Linked DNA regions of Danio rerio: region 2 is linked to region 1. The links are chromatin contacts, called in public Micro-C maps. All regions are on one chromosome and are shown on one strand. The core of a region is the stretch at or near the end of the contact, and the rest is flanking DNA. Distances in the headings are between cores, read along the strand shown.

The links. Hi-C and Micro-C count contacts between places; a contact is called where the count stands out from the background.
Region 2: a Micro-C map of caudal fin shows a contact between it and region 1, with 2.3 times the contacts expected there. The contact joins the promoter of acer1 here to the enhancer-like site in region 1. A contact is called at or near these places in 9 of 18 Hi-C or Micro-C datasets (caudal fin, embryo, gastrula embryo and 2 more) and 1 of 4 datasets of contacts at active chromatin or transcription factors (caudal fin).

What each region holds. Positions count from the first base shown.
Region 1 is chr8:22,067,052-22,074,008 of GRCz12tu, forward strand. It overlaps mllt1a (MLLT1 super elongation complex subunit a), which reads right to left. Exons shown (of 12, transcript XM_688768.10): 8 at 6,724-6,835; 9 at 4,815-4,911; 10 at 1,598-1,666. Among named protein-coding and RNA genes, the nearest start is that of mllt1a, 30 kb to the right of the region's middle. Within about 2 kb of position 1,925, at least 2 of the 62 cell types and tissues checked have an H3K27ac peak or open chromatin away from gene starts, as enhancers often do. A contact at or near this core is called in caudal fin, where this site is marked.
Region 2 is chr8:22,111,220-22,117,694 of GRCz12tu, forward strand. acer1 (alkaline ceramidase 1) reads right to left here and starts at 4,404. Exons shown (of 7, transcript NM_001017603.2): 1 at 4,092-4,404; 2 at 1,477-1,598; 3 at 1,009-1,123. The coding sequence starts at 1,569.

The DNA of each region.
Region 1 (6,957 bases), core at 675-3,174:
GAAAACAGCTTCATAAGCTACTATTTGTGTGATGTTATGCTTTGTGCATCTACAAACATTTGGAGATTCCATAAAATACAACCATTATTATTATTATTACTGATTATATCACATGTATTTAAAAAGTAAATCAAACTAAAATGACATACATTTTTCCCCTTAATATTTGTTTATTTGAATTTGTTTTAGCATAAACTTAAAAATGTGCTAACAGAAAAATTACTAAAACCAAAAGTTTTCCCTTAAGGCCAATTTATACTCGGCTTGTCAGCAGTGACGAGTGTGTGCGGGACCGAGAGCAATGAGAGCAAAGTGAGTCAAAAATAAATGTCTAATATCAGATGGCCATTTTTTATAGATGGTTCAAATATTAGATGCAGCAAGTCCAGAGACACCATTGTGGATACAATGACTGTATAAGAAATCCACTAAAAATCCAAGAGTGAAATGACTAAAAAGTGGTCAGAAACAAATTTTCAATTAATTCAAATGAGTAGCAGCTTGGACCCGGAAACAGTATTCCATAAGTCACAACTCAACAAGCAAATAAGAGGTCCAGATAAATACGTGTGTTTATTTTATTATTAAAGTTGTTAAACGTTCGACAGTTGGTGCAAATTTCCGTTCATAGTCTGACATCATGCAAAACAGCTTCTAGGTCCAAGCGCTTCTGACACCCACTTGTTTCACAAAAGAAGACAAAGTTGACAGCCTTGTTGTTTTGGATGGTTCAAGTAGCAGCTCTAGCGATAAAGAAATGATTATTGTTTACCAGTACAATAAGCTGCTTCACGTTCATATCGTCTCTGTCAATGTGAGCACACTTTGGACAAGATGCCCAGTTTTGCGCGTGAGCCCCTACAAGTGCTGTTTACCGTAACTTCAGCAGCTCTGTGCACGTGAGCAAAAGTGCCAATCTGATTGGTGGAGAAGGTTTTGATGCGGTTTATCAAAACCAAAAAACGGACATGAGGGATTTTTTTAAAACGTCGACGGAAAACGCAAGCAAAAAACGTCTCGGTGTGCAGGGGCTTTTAACGTGTGATCTGACTAAAAAGTAGTCCTAAACAAATATTTTCTCAAGTCAAGTGAGTAGCGGCTTGGACCCAGAAATTAACTTGGAAACGTATTCCATATGTCACCACAAAACAAGATGAGAGGAGCTCCAGATCGATACTTTTGTGTTTATTTTGATCATTAAAGTTGTTAAATGTTTGACAGTTCACACCTCTTTTTGTCTTGAAAGAGAGCAAGTTTGTGCATTTTGCATCACAAGCACTTCGGTATTATCTATAAACACCAAGAAATAAACTTTACTCAGTGAAACATAGAAACCCCACTGCCAGCTAGCACTTCAGACCTGTTACCGCAGTACAACACAGATAGAAGTATAAATGCTCACAGAGTCTGCTATGTGCAAGGTATGCACCATGGAGTTTGACAATTACTCAATCAGTCAAATCAGCCAGTGCACCTATGCAGGCAGCAGACAGCAAGGAAGTTTGGAACAGACTTTCAGTTGGGTTGAGTAGAAGAATCAGAAATAGCTAATGGATGTGAGAGGTGGAAAAATAAAAGGTTGATTTACCCTTCCTACCTTGTCGTATCCCTTCTTCAGCACCTTCTCTTGACGTAAACAAGGATCTGGACTCTTTCTGCCCGACACCTGCATGCCAGATAGAGAAAGAAAAATGGAGAAAGAAAAAAACAAGATGGAAAAATGAATAAGAATAAATCAGATGGATTGTTTAAAAGAGTAATTAAAAGACTAATATACAGCAGTGTTCTTCCAGTAATAGTGGAGCAGTGCCAGAACTGTTGCTGAATGCCGGTTCAACAACATTTCACATTCACTGGATCAAAAGCTGCACGTCACCGCCTCATTTCAACACAGAGTATAGCGCAATCCAAGAACTAATGCCCATGGTCCATCAAGTGTGAGTGTGTGCTGTGAACTGAATGATCGGCATGACTGAATGAATAAACACACCGGTTGGATGACTGTCAAGGTTTAACTAGAAGCTGCCACACTCAGAGGCAACATTTACATCAGTGCATTTTCATTTGAACACTTCTGCTATGGTTTCCTCTGGCATTCACTGTACTCCAGAGATTTCAACCCTCAAAAATAAGACTTAGTTATATTTTGAAAACTCTGCAGAGATGTGTTTCAGTGTGGACCAATCAAAACAAAGACTTTTGAAAATGAAAGCTTGGCTCCACACATTCACTCCCTGATTGGCTCTTCTGAATCATAGTGTCTCTTTCCCTGATTCATCAAGCCTGTGATCATTACGTCTGGTTGAGTTTGGTTTCATTTGAGTCACGAAGTTAAGAACTTAAGATGACAAAGCACATCCTGAAGAGTTTTCTTTATTTTAAAATATACAGTATACATGTTTTATTTTCTGAGTTTCATATAAAAGTAAAGCCATTACTTTACATTACGTTAAAAATGAAGCCTTTTTTATGTATGGCCAAAGATTTTACAGTAAGTTGTTTCCACGTAATAATTAATAACAGTGATTGTGCCTTCCATGCACATAAAACATCAATTCTGCGTACATGTGTCTACCCAATTTATGTCACGCAACACACATTGTACTTGTCAGTCATGCATAACGTGCATTCACAGGAATTTAGTAATTGGAGTTTATTATTTTAAAATTACGAATTAAATTTTACAAAAACACGTTAATCCGCTTCATAACACTTGTTAACCCCCTGTTGGCATGTGGATTATTTTTACAACAAAGTTTTTCTGAAAGCTGCGAGATAAAAGCCACTATCAAATAGGAAAACTTGAAACTACTCTGACTGTGTTTGTCTGACGGAGAAAAAAAAGTCATATACATCAAGGATGGCTTGAGGGCAAGTAAATTATCGGGTCATTTTCATTTTTAGGAGAACTATGGTTTAACAGTTTTAAGTTACAACAGGTTTACTCACGTTTTCTGTTGAGTCAACTAGTCACTTTTAGGGCATTGGGTTTACTAACTTTTTTCCAAGTAACTTATAGCATTTTACATCATGGTTAAGAGTTACATATAGCAAATACATACACATATTTTTAGCTTATGGCATTTCTTTTTTGGTTATATAGTGTGTTTTCCTAAGCATAGTGGAAATGCCAGTATGGATGAGGATTGTTAGTATATTTTAAAATGCGGTAAAACGGTAGATACAAGATTCAGAGTGAAATTCAATATATTTTAAGACCTATTTTTAAACAATTTTTCTATACATTTTAAGACATTTTAACATTGGCAACATTTTAACTTGCAGTATATTTACTAAATTCTGATTGTAAGAAAATAGTCCTTAACTAGAACATTTATATAATAAATAAATATGCTAAATCCAGTAGAAGCCACCTATAAAACAGCATGAATAATGATGTTTCTCTGTTTACTGTAGTAAACAAAGCAGTGTGATGTCAACACTAGGAGGATTTTATCAAATTCATAAAGGCACAGCATCCTAATAGATTAAATTCAGCAAAACTTAAGCAAATAACTATACATTGTGCAATCAAATATTATGCAAATTTTAAATCAATCATTCAATTTCCCCATTATCTAGTATAAGTATATTAAATGCATTCATACCATCAGTATTAGATATTGGATTTAAAAAATGATCAAATAATGGACTAAATTTCATATATCAGTTTATCGACAAAAACAATTTAAAATCATTCGAACAATTAGAAGAAGAATTCCAATTACCAAGAACAGATTTCTACAGATATTTACTAATAAGAGATTATCTAACAAAACATAAAGAATGGGAGAATATCATCAATCCAAATCAAATGTAGAAGTTAATACTGAAAATACAGATAGGGACTACTGGCAAGCTAATTATTTCTAAACTATATAAAAGTCTGCTATCCTTTTGCAAATAAAGAAAGATGGTAGGCTGAAATGCAGGTAGAGATTACACAAGATTGATATATGCTCAAAAGCCCTTAGAGTCAAACTGTAGCAAAGACAAGAATAGGCTCATCTAATAGATGCTGGAGAGAATGTGATGATCTTTTAGGGAACCAGTCTCATATCTTTTGGTATTGCCCAAAACTGCAGCAAATTTGGAATGATATGTATAAGGTACTTGGAGACATATTTAGTATTGATATTCCCTTTGATCCAACTGTGACAGTCCTAGGTATAGTGCCAGAGAGCATGGGGGAACGAAGAACTATTTATTTATTTCAAATATTGCTCTCTGCAGCACTAAAATGTATAACGTTTAACTGGCTCAGATCAGATCCACCTACGTATGAACAATGGATAAAAAAAAAAAAATAGAGTAATTTATGAAATGGAAAGAATAACTTATTGCCTTAGACTCCAGATGAATATATTTGAAGCGAGAAGGAACCCAATTCTAACAATTATACATGAGAAATTTAAACATACAACATAGATTTAATAAACAGCTACATTACATACACAATTAGTATACGAGACATCTCCCAATTGCGCCCCCCTCCTTTTTTTCCTTTTATTTTTTAATTATTTTTATTATTATTTTTATTTTATATATAACTTCAACACAATATCTATTGTTTTAAAATATAACTGTGCAGATGTCCTTTTTTTTTCTTTCTCCCTAATCTTTTAAGCATCTATCTGTATCCTTACTGACTATTTCTGATTATTCTCAGATTTTGTGTTGTTTTATTCCAATAAAAACACAATAAAAAATATGCAAAATTTAATACCATGTTAAATAGCATTCAAGACTTTTGATTCATCAACTTTTAATCCTTTTTAAGATACCCTGTAAAAAGAAAAGCAGTGGGAGTTCACCTTGTTGTTGGAGCTGTGTTTGGGTGGCTGAGGTGGAGCGTCTCGACTGGGGCGCTGTGGCCCGTCACTGCAGTCGCTCTCACTGTCCAAACTCAGCCTGTAAGAAGGAAATATCAAACAGTTTAACTTAAAAGAGGAGGTTCAAGGATTAAATAACCCCAAATAAAGACATTTCAGTCATGCACTCACTAGTGTTTTTAATTAAAACTGTAGATTGTAACTGTTGACTCTCTAGCAGTTAATGAATAAAACTAAGAAATACTGCAGGGTTTCAACGTCAAAATTAAGACTTTTTAGGAGCATTATGAATGGAATTTCAGACTTATAGAGGGCAAAACACTAAGGATTTTTTTTCTAATGGCCAGTGGAAAAGATTTGACTTGTCCCATAAAATTCAATTGTAGTTATTTCTTTTGTCATTTTAAATAATGTGTAAAAACTAATTCAAAACAAAAAACTAATTGTAGGCATATACAGTGAGGGAAATAAATATTTAACACGTCACCATGTTTCTCAGAAAACATATTTCTCAAGGTGTCGTACACTTTAAATTTTCACCAGATGTTGATAACAACCAAAAAAAATACATATATGAAAATAAAATAAATCTAATTAGTTTACAAATTAAATTGTGTAATAAAATGAAATGACGCAGAGAAAAAGTATTGAACACATGAAGAAAGAGAGGTGTAGAAAGGCAACAAAAGCCCCGACAGCAGCTGAAACCTCTCAGAAGTTTTTCAGGAACCCTCTGACCTTCCTCATTGTAAATTAATATTAGCTGGATGGTGAAGATGAAACCAAAGTGGACATTTGAGCAGGACAATGATCCAAAACACAGCCAAGGAAACTCTCAAATGCTTTCAGAGAAAGAAAATTAAGCTGCAGAATGGCCCAGCAAATCAAATCCAATAGAGTCAAATCCAATAGAGAATACAAAATAAAGATTAGATTTGATAGACGAGACACACAGAACCATCAAGATTTTTACACTCTGTTGAAGTCACCAGGTCAATGCATCTGGCTTCATTCACAATATAAGAGGCGTCATTAAGCTCATTTTATTACACACAACCTAATTTGTAAACTAATTCGATTTGTTTTCTTTTCATATATGGATTTCTTTGGTTATCAACGTCTGGTGAAAATTTCAATTCAACAACACGTTTAGAAATGTTTTCTGAGAGAAATGGTGATGTGTTGAATGCTTATTTCCCCCATTGCATGTATGCTTTTTTTCAGCATTACTTAAAAAAAAAAAGTTTTAAAAACAAAAATAAACTAAATCTATGCACAAAAGTGTGTCCATTTTTGAGTCCTCACCAGGTAGCTATAAATACAGGGACAACATTTTAATAAAATGTTTTTGTAAGGAAGATAATTAAACCATGTTGGTGAACAGACTTCATATTGGTTATTTTTTTTCACATGGATTGTTGGTTGTACTGATTCAGTAGCTTTATGTGAGCAAAGGAAATTTAAGACCTATATAAAATGATTTAAAACCTACAACACCATATTTCAGTGAATTTAAGACATTAACTCTGTATTACAGCAAGAGTAACTTCTTTCTGTTCATGGATATGAAATGTCATAGAAGGGATTGATCAAGGAGTCTTTTTTTGCTGCATACAATTGAATCTGAACCAATGAACCAACTCATCTGAATGAATGATGATCGCAAACAATGAGCGCCAACAAGAAAATCCAATTGTACCAATCATCTCACACTCACAGCCTCGCTAAAGCAAAACAGCTCAGCGACACTTGAGTCAGATGAAGAATGGAGAGAGGCGTATGAAGTCAAGTGTTTACTCTGCGCAAACAAATCCTTCTCCGCCTCCGCTAACATTGATTACAGGGACTTAAAGCATCTGAACGAGCTGCTTAAACAAACATGGCGAATGACCTGGAGTCTCGACTGGGCAGGTTGTTCTTGACTGGCGTCTCTTCGTCTGAGCTGCTGTCGTCATCGTCAGACTCCTCCGACTGCAGGTCCTCCACCATCGAACGCAGGGGCCCTAAACAAATGTTTTAAATGTAACTTTTGAACTCCTGCTTTGTGGTAATGGATGAAATAAGTGTTGTGGGGAAATGCATGTCTGGATGTGTGTGTTATCAGGCCACTCCTTGCAGTGAGAGA
Region 2 (6,475 bases), core at 3,154-5,653, 47 kb after region 1:
CCATCAAATCTGCAGCAACTGCGTGATGCTATCATGTCAATATGGTCTAAAATCTCTGAGGAATATTTCCAGTACCTTGTTGAATCTATGCCACGAAGGATTAATGCAGTTTGAAGGCAAAAGGGGGTCCAAACCAGTATTACTAAGGTGTACCTAAAAAGTGGTCAGTATATATTTGAAGGTTTTTAGCATTTTTTTTGTTCATATAAACATTGTTCAATTTATTTAGCTGCATTTCATATAACATGATGAATTATTAACATACATAGAAAATATATTTAATGCAGGAAATGTGTCAAATTATTGGTGATATAATGTTTCAAGATTCAACATTACAATTATATTTATTTTCAACTTTCATTCGTAAAACAACCCTTATTCTCACATGTATTTATTAAAATATATAAAGCATATATTATCATACTAAATTTTAAATAAATAAAAACATTCTTAGTGAATAACAGTTTTATTGATTCTTAAACAATTACAAAATAGAGTATCTCTGTACAGAATCAAACCTTTACCCTGTAACAAACCTAGACAAACTAGTCCCCAACCAAGGCATTGCAATCACACCTTGGCTATACTTTTTATTTTTTGATTTATCTATTATTATTATTTTTATATTTAGATTATTTTTCTGAATATACCTAACAAGACATTTATTGGTATATAAACTATTGTGACACCAAATGACGGTCTAGTGGATGCCTTAGAAGGTGTCACAAATGTTTATTTTATTTTTTATTTTACCAATAAATGTCTCGTTGGGTATTTTTAAAAACATAAATCATCCACTAGAATGTCATTTGGTGTCTCATACACATGAATATGATAGTTCTTATTGTTTGCTCAAAGAAACATAAAATATACAGAGGAATAAAATACATTTACAAGAACTGTTTCTTGCCCCTTCTGACCCATAGAGTAGACCTGGATATTAAGCAATGCTGCCCCCTGCTGGATTACTAACAGCACAGCCCTTCTTTGATCCACTGTCACACTTACCTACAAACACCATCATGATCCAGACCAGATGCACAGCCAGGTTCCTTTCCTTGGCATACGGGTGTAGCAGGTACAGCATTATAGGTGAGATCACAAAGAAGATGAAACTGCTCATCTGAAGTGAAAAAAAATGTGAATCAAACACTCAACAACATTTGATATTATAGCAACCATATTGACTTCTGCCCATTTTGTATTGGCTTTTTGAATGAGGTAGGACTATGAGTAAAACCTGATTGGGCTGAATTGGTGCTTATTGTGCAGATGGATAGGTGTAACGTTGCTGAGTCAGTCTCATTAATGTGGGTGTAGTTTCTGGATGAAACCATGGCACTTTTAGCATTATGACATGGAGACTGCAGCAATTAGCATAGTTAGCATGGCCTTGAATGGGATTCCTCTGGTATTATAGCTGCTGGATTGAAACTGTGCTGGAGTGTAAAAAGATTTGTGTTAACATGCTCATACCGTGTTGAAATATTCCACAACATTCTCCGAATGTTTATAGTTGTCCTCACACCAGTCCACCTCAGAGCTCTCGTAGGAAAACACGCCTGCCATTTTGACAAAGGATGGAAATGAGGGGATACCTGAGAAAGGGAGAGAGTGTTTTATAATGATATGTCAAAAATACATCTCTGTGTTGAGAAACAAAACCCTTGCCATGGTGCCAAAGCTTGTTGTCTTTACACAGAGGACTGTTCCGGACTCTATTGTGACACAATGGAGCTACCGAACAAAAGCAAATCTCTACCTTTCTGGAGTCGCTAGTAGATGTGGAGGCACTCAAATCTTATTAAAGGATAATCCAGTCTTTTCTGTCTGTGTGTTTACAGCTTAAGGTGTGGTGACTTTTAACACTTTATGGCATGTTTTTGTAGGTGGAATTCATATGATCAAGTATTTGTTTCTTTACAGAGTTCAAGTCGGTCAAGCTAATTTACTGCATTCCAGTTCAGTGCTTAAAAGAAGTTTATGTGCTAGACAGACATTTGATCTCTGGGACAGTTCACATCAAAATGAACATTTACTCACTATGTACTCACCCTCAAGTGCTTTCAAACCTTTATGAGTTTATTCCTTCTGTTAAACACTGCAGGGCCATTTATATCAAAGTGGATATTTAGCTGCAATGTTGGTGTTTCTTAACATCCAGTTTATATGTAGTGGGTTGTTAGCCCAACGCTCAACCCCCAAATCTGAAGGTCCAGGACAAACACACATACACTACGGCCAATTTAACTTATTCAATTCACCTTCAGCACATGTCTTTGGACTATGAGGGAAACCAGAGCACCTGGAGAAAACCCACGTCAACATGCAAACTCCACAGTGAAAAGTCAACTGGCCCAGCTGGAACTCAAACCAGCGACCTTCTTGCTGCGAGCGCTATTCATTATGCCACCATGTCACCTAATTTCCATTAAACACTAATAAATATGTTTTAAAGAAAGCTGAAAACCTGTAACTGTTGACTTCATTAGTAGAAAATAAAATACTATGGAAGAGAATGGTTACTGGTTTCCAGCGTTCTTCAAAGTAACTTCTTTTGTGACACAAAAAAGTAAATAAATGAATGAGTATATTCAGTTTTGGTTAAACTATCTCTTTAAAATGATTTTAAAAATGCAGAAATAAAAGTTTTTATTCATTATATTTTTTAACAAAATACATGTCTTATATCATCTCTAAAGGGAGGTTCATTCATTTCTGCATAAAAAAAGAAGTGTAAAATCCTGCTGAATGGTTTGCTGAGCACCGTGCTATAAGTCATACATGTTTTCAAAGGGCACTCTACAGAATGTTTTCTATATTGTAAAAAAAATGTAAATCTACACTCACTTCCACCAGAGCAGCTTTTTAAAAATCTTTGTTTCTGTTATTGGTGTCAGTGTGAATGGAAGGACAGCAGAGAAAAATATTATAAAGAAATTGCATGAGTGGCATTTCAGGCATGAAAAGGCGTTTCAGTAAGCAAATGATTTAGTATCAAACAACACACATTTGTCGTCATCTACCGTCAAAGGAATAAGAGAACAAATTATTTCAAGAAAAAAAAAATCGACTCGCTAAAGGATTCAAAATCGTTTTGAATTGAAATTGAACGCTTCTGAAAGGTTCTCTTTACCTCTTTACCAGCAATTGCTTGACAGTGCAACAAAGTTACTTTTGGTGACGGTTATTGTTTCCATTTTCACCACAAAGTCATCTTTATGATCTCATGAGGTTTTCATAGTGATTGTGTGCAAGGTGCGAATTACAGGGGGGTTGGGTCGATTGACCCCCTTAATTAATGCTTGATCCCGCTGAAGCACATCAAAACATGTAGCCTAAGTAATATGTATTCACAAAACACATTTCTTGTAAAATTGGTGTTTATATCTGCATGTAGCCTAAAAAAAGAAACTACTACTGAATAAGTTTAACCCCCCATCAATATATATATATATATATATATATATATATATATATATATATATATATATATATATATATATATATATATATATGTATATATATATATATATATATATGTATATATATATATATATATATATATATATATATATATATATATGTATATATATATATATATATATATATATATATATATATATATATATATATATATATATATATATATATATATATATAATTCGCACACTGATTGTGTGTGCCATATAGTGCAGTACGTTTCAATAAAAAATATATAAATATCCAGCTGACAGTAGTGTACTAAACTACTAACTGTCATAAAGATCACGTGGTTGTTTTAAATCAATACTCTTTCAATCACACATTGTAGATACAATATCACAAACCCAGCAAGATCAAATAACCACCACACATTTAGCGCTGTATCCGCTCTGTGGGCCTATCATTACCCCGCAGAGCACGCATCATTGAGCTGGGAAAAGTGAATCCTCTGGATAATGAATTAATTGGTAGGGGAGCACAGCACAGACTTACAGGGAAAGCAAACAAACACTACCATAAGCGCTAACGATTAACATAACTGTCTTATATAAACGCTCTCTAGTCGATAACAGCCAAAGGATAAAAAGCAGTAGACCTTCTCTTACCTCTGGAAAACGCATCCACCGCCGAGCGCTCCATGTGTCAGGTTTAAGTAGAGGAGAAATGTCCCCGATCCTGTTACTCGGGTCCCGGTCTCTGACATCACCTGTGGAGGGTTCAGGTGAAACCGAGCGAACGGTGGCATTTCTCAATTGAGCCACTGTATCTTGCTGTCAGCTTGCTATGCGGACAGACCAGAATCATGCGGTTTTACATGTGAACGGCTGGCACGAGCCGCGGCACAGGTTTAACAAGCTGAGGTCAAGTTTACCTGCAGCTCACCTGTCGACTCTCTGACGCCATTCGGCCCATTAACCGCGACATTTACCTACAATTTCTCTATTTAATGCATTCGCTAAAATGAAACCACTTCAAATGGAAAGTGTGGGCTTTACAGCACCTCTTACATAAATATTGACCATAGCCATATTTTCCCCAGCTGTTCTCAGAACTGGGAAATTATTTTTTCGAAAATCAAACATTTTAATAGCATTTATTTATTTATTTAGGTTTACAACATTGTATAAAGGTGGGTTATCAATTGTTAAGATGCAAAATCCTCTACCATCTGACATTTTCTTCCAAAATAAGCATTTTCTTAAGCTCCGGTTCAGTAATCTTTACTTTTATGGGTCATTATCACCATAAAGTGCAGAAATCAGTCATAAAGATTGAATCAATCATATTAACATAATGTGAAATAATTAAATTCTGATGTTTTAATATAATTGGTTAAGCCTTTACATATGGAACTAGATCAGTCTCAAAAATAACACATTAAAGAAAGACAATTCATAGCCTATATCCACAGCACAATTCACATTTACAAAGTTGTGTATTTACGAATTGTGTTTTGAACTGACAAACTGGATTTTGTTAATGTGAATTGTGCTGTGGATGTATGAATTGTATTTTATAAATGTATTATTTTTGAGACTGATCTAGTTTCATACTCACACACATGCAGGTAAAATTATAAGTGTTTTGAAATATGTTTTTGTCCATTTTTGCCATATTCTTTCATTAAATGGATGTGACTTTGTCATGTCCCACACTGAACAGCCAACTTCAGTGAGTCTAAAAAGTAGGTAAATTAGATCAAATTAAAAAGATTTTTAAATCTTCTTATTGTTTCTAACAAGTTATTTGATCAGATATGTCATTTTGATAACTTTTATGTTTTGTTTTCATAATATTATTAATCATTTTGCATGTGTTCTTGAAATTGCTTTCCACCCTGTCATGATGTGGTAAATGCCCCCTTATTTACTCATTGGCATCCCCATGCCCATTTTGCCTTTCTTTAGAGGTGGTTAAAACATCTGATGTGCACACAGTGTGCACACTGTAATAAATAATACCCTCTATCTACTCAATAAAATTGAGGTAACAGATTACAAGCAATTTTATAAATTAAATTCAACAAATATGAATTGAGTAACAATTAATTGTTTAATCAATTAAATAAACAAAACTCTCTAAAACTCTCAAAGGCACTTTGTAGTGCTAATAATCCTTATCCTGATAAATACAGTATTTTCATTGCCATAATTTCACCAACTTGTCCTTCACTTCAAAACCTGTTTGTCTTTCTTTTTTCTGTTGAATGGTGTTTTGATGGACGCTGGAAACCTGTAACCATAGACTTCCATAGTATTTGTCTTTCTTTCTGAGGAAGTCTGCTTTCTTTCAGCTTTCTTCAAAATGTCTTTAGCGTTCAACTGAATAAAGAAACTTAAAGATTTGAAAGCACTTGAGGAAGACTAGAGAGTAGATTTCATTTTTTGAGTTAACTATCCCCAGTTCAAAAGAAAATGCCAGATGGCACTTGGAGGACTTTGCATCTGAATTCTTTATATCGTTCCTTAATAATTAATTTAACAATTCACATTTATTTGTTTCGTTTTTTGTTTGTTTTAAACCTGACTTCAGGTCCTCACCATTCATATAAACACAGCCTTTTTCCTATATAGCTCTGATAACATTGTTTGAACATTTCAAATAACATTGATGTCATTTACATCTTTTTGCTTTTTCCTCAAACTAATATGGCAATGTTTTCATCTGTGGAACAGAAAATCTGATTTATAAACTGATTTCTTTACACATCTCAAGTCATTGGCTTTGTGTTGCCTGGAAATAAATAAAAACATCTGAAAACATGACACCTTTTTGTGTATATTTTCGGGTATTTAGTGCAAAACATGCTTTGTTAGTAGTAAATTTCATAATATATTATTTTAATATATGCTAAAATGTACTACAAACACATTGAATTTGATTTAACCTGACAAACACACTAATCAACTTGAACATGACATATGAAATCATGTTTAAAAATATGACAAAATGATCTTGAAGCTCTACAGCAGTGTAGAACAGTAACAAC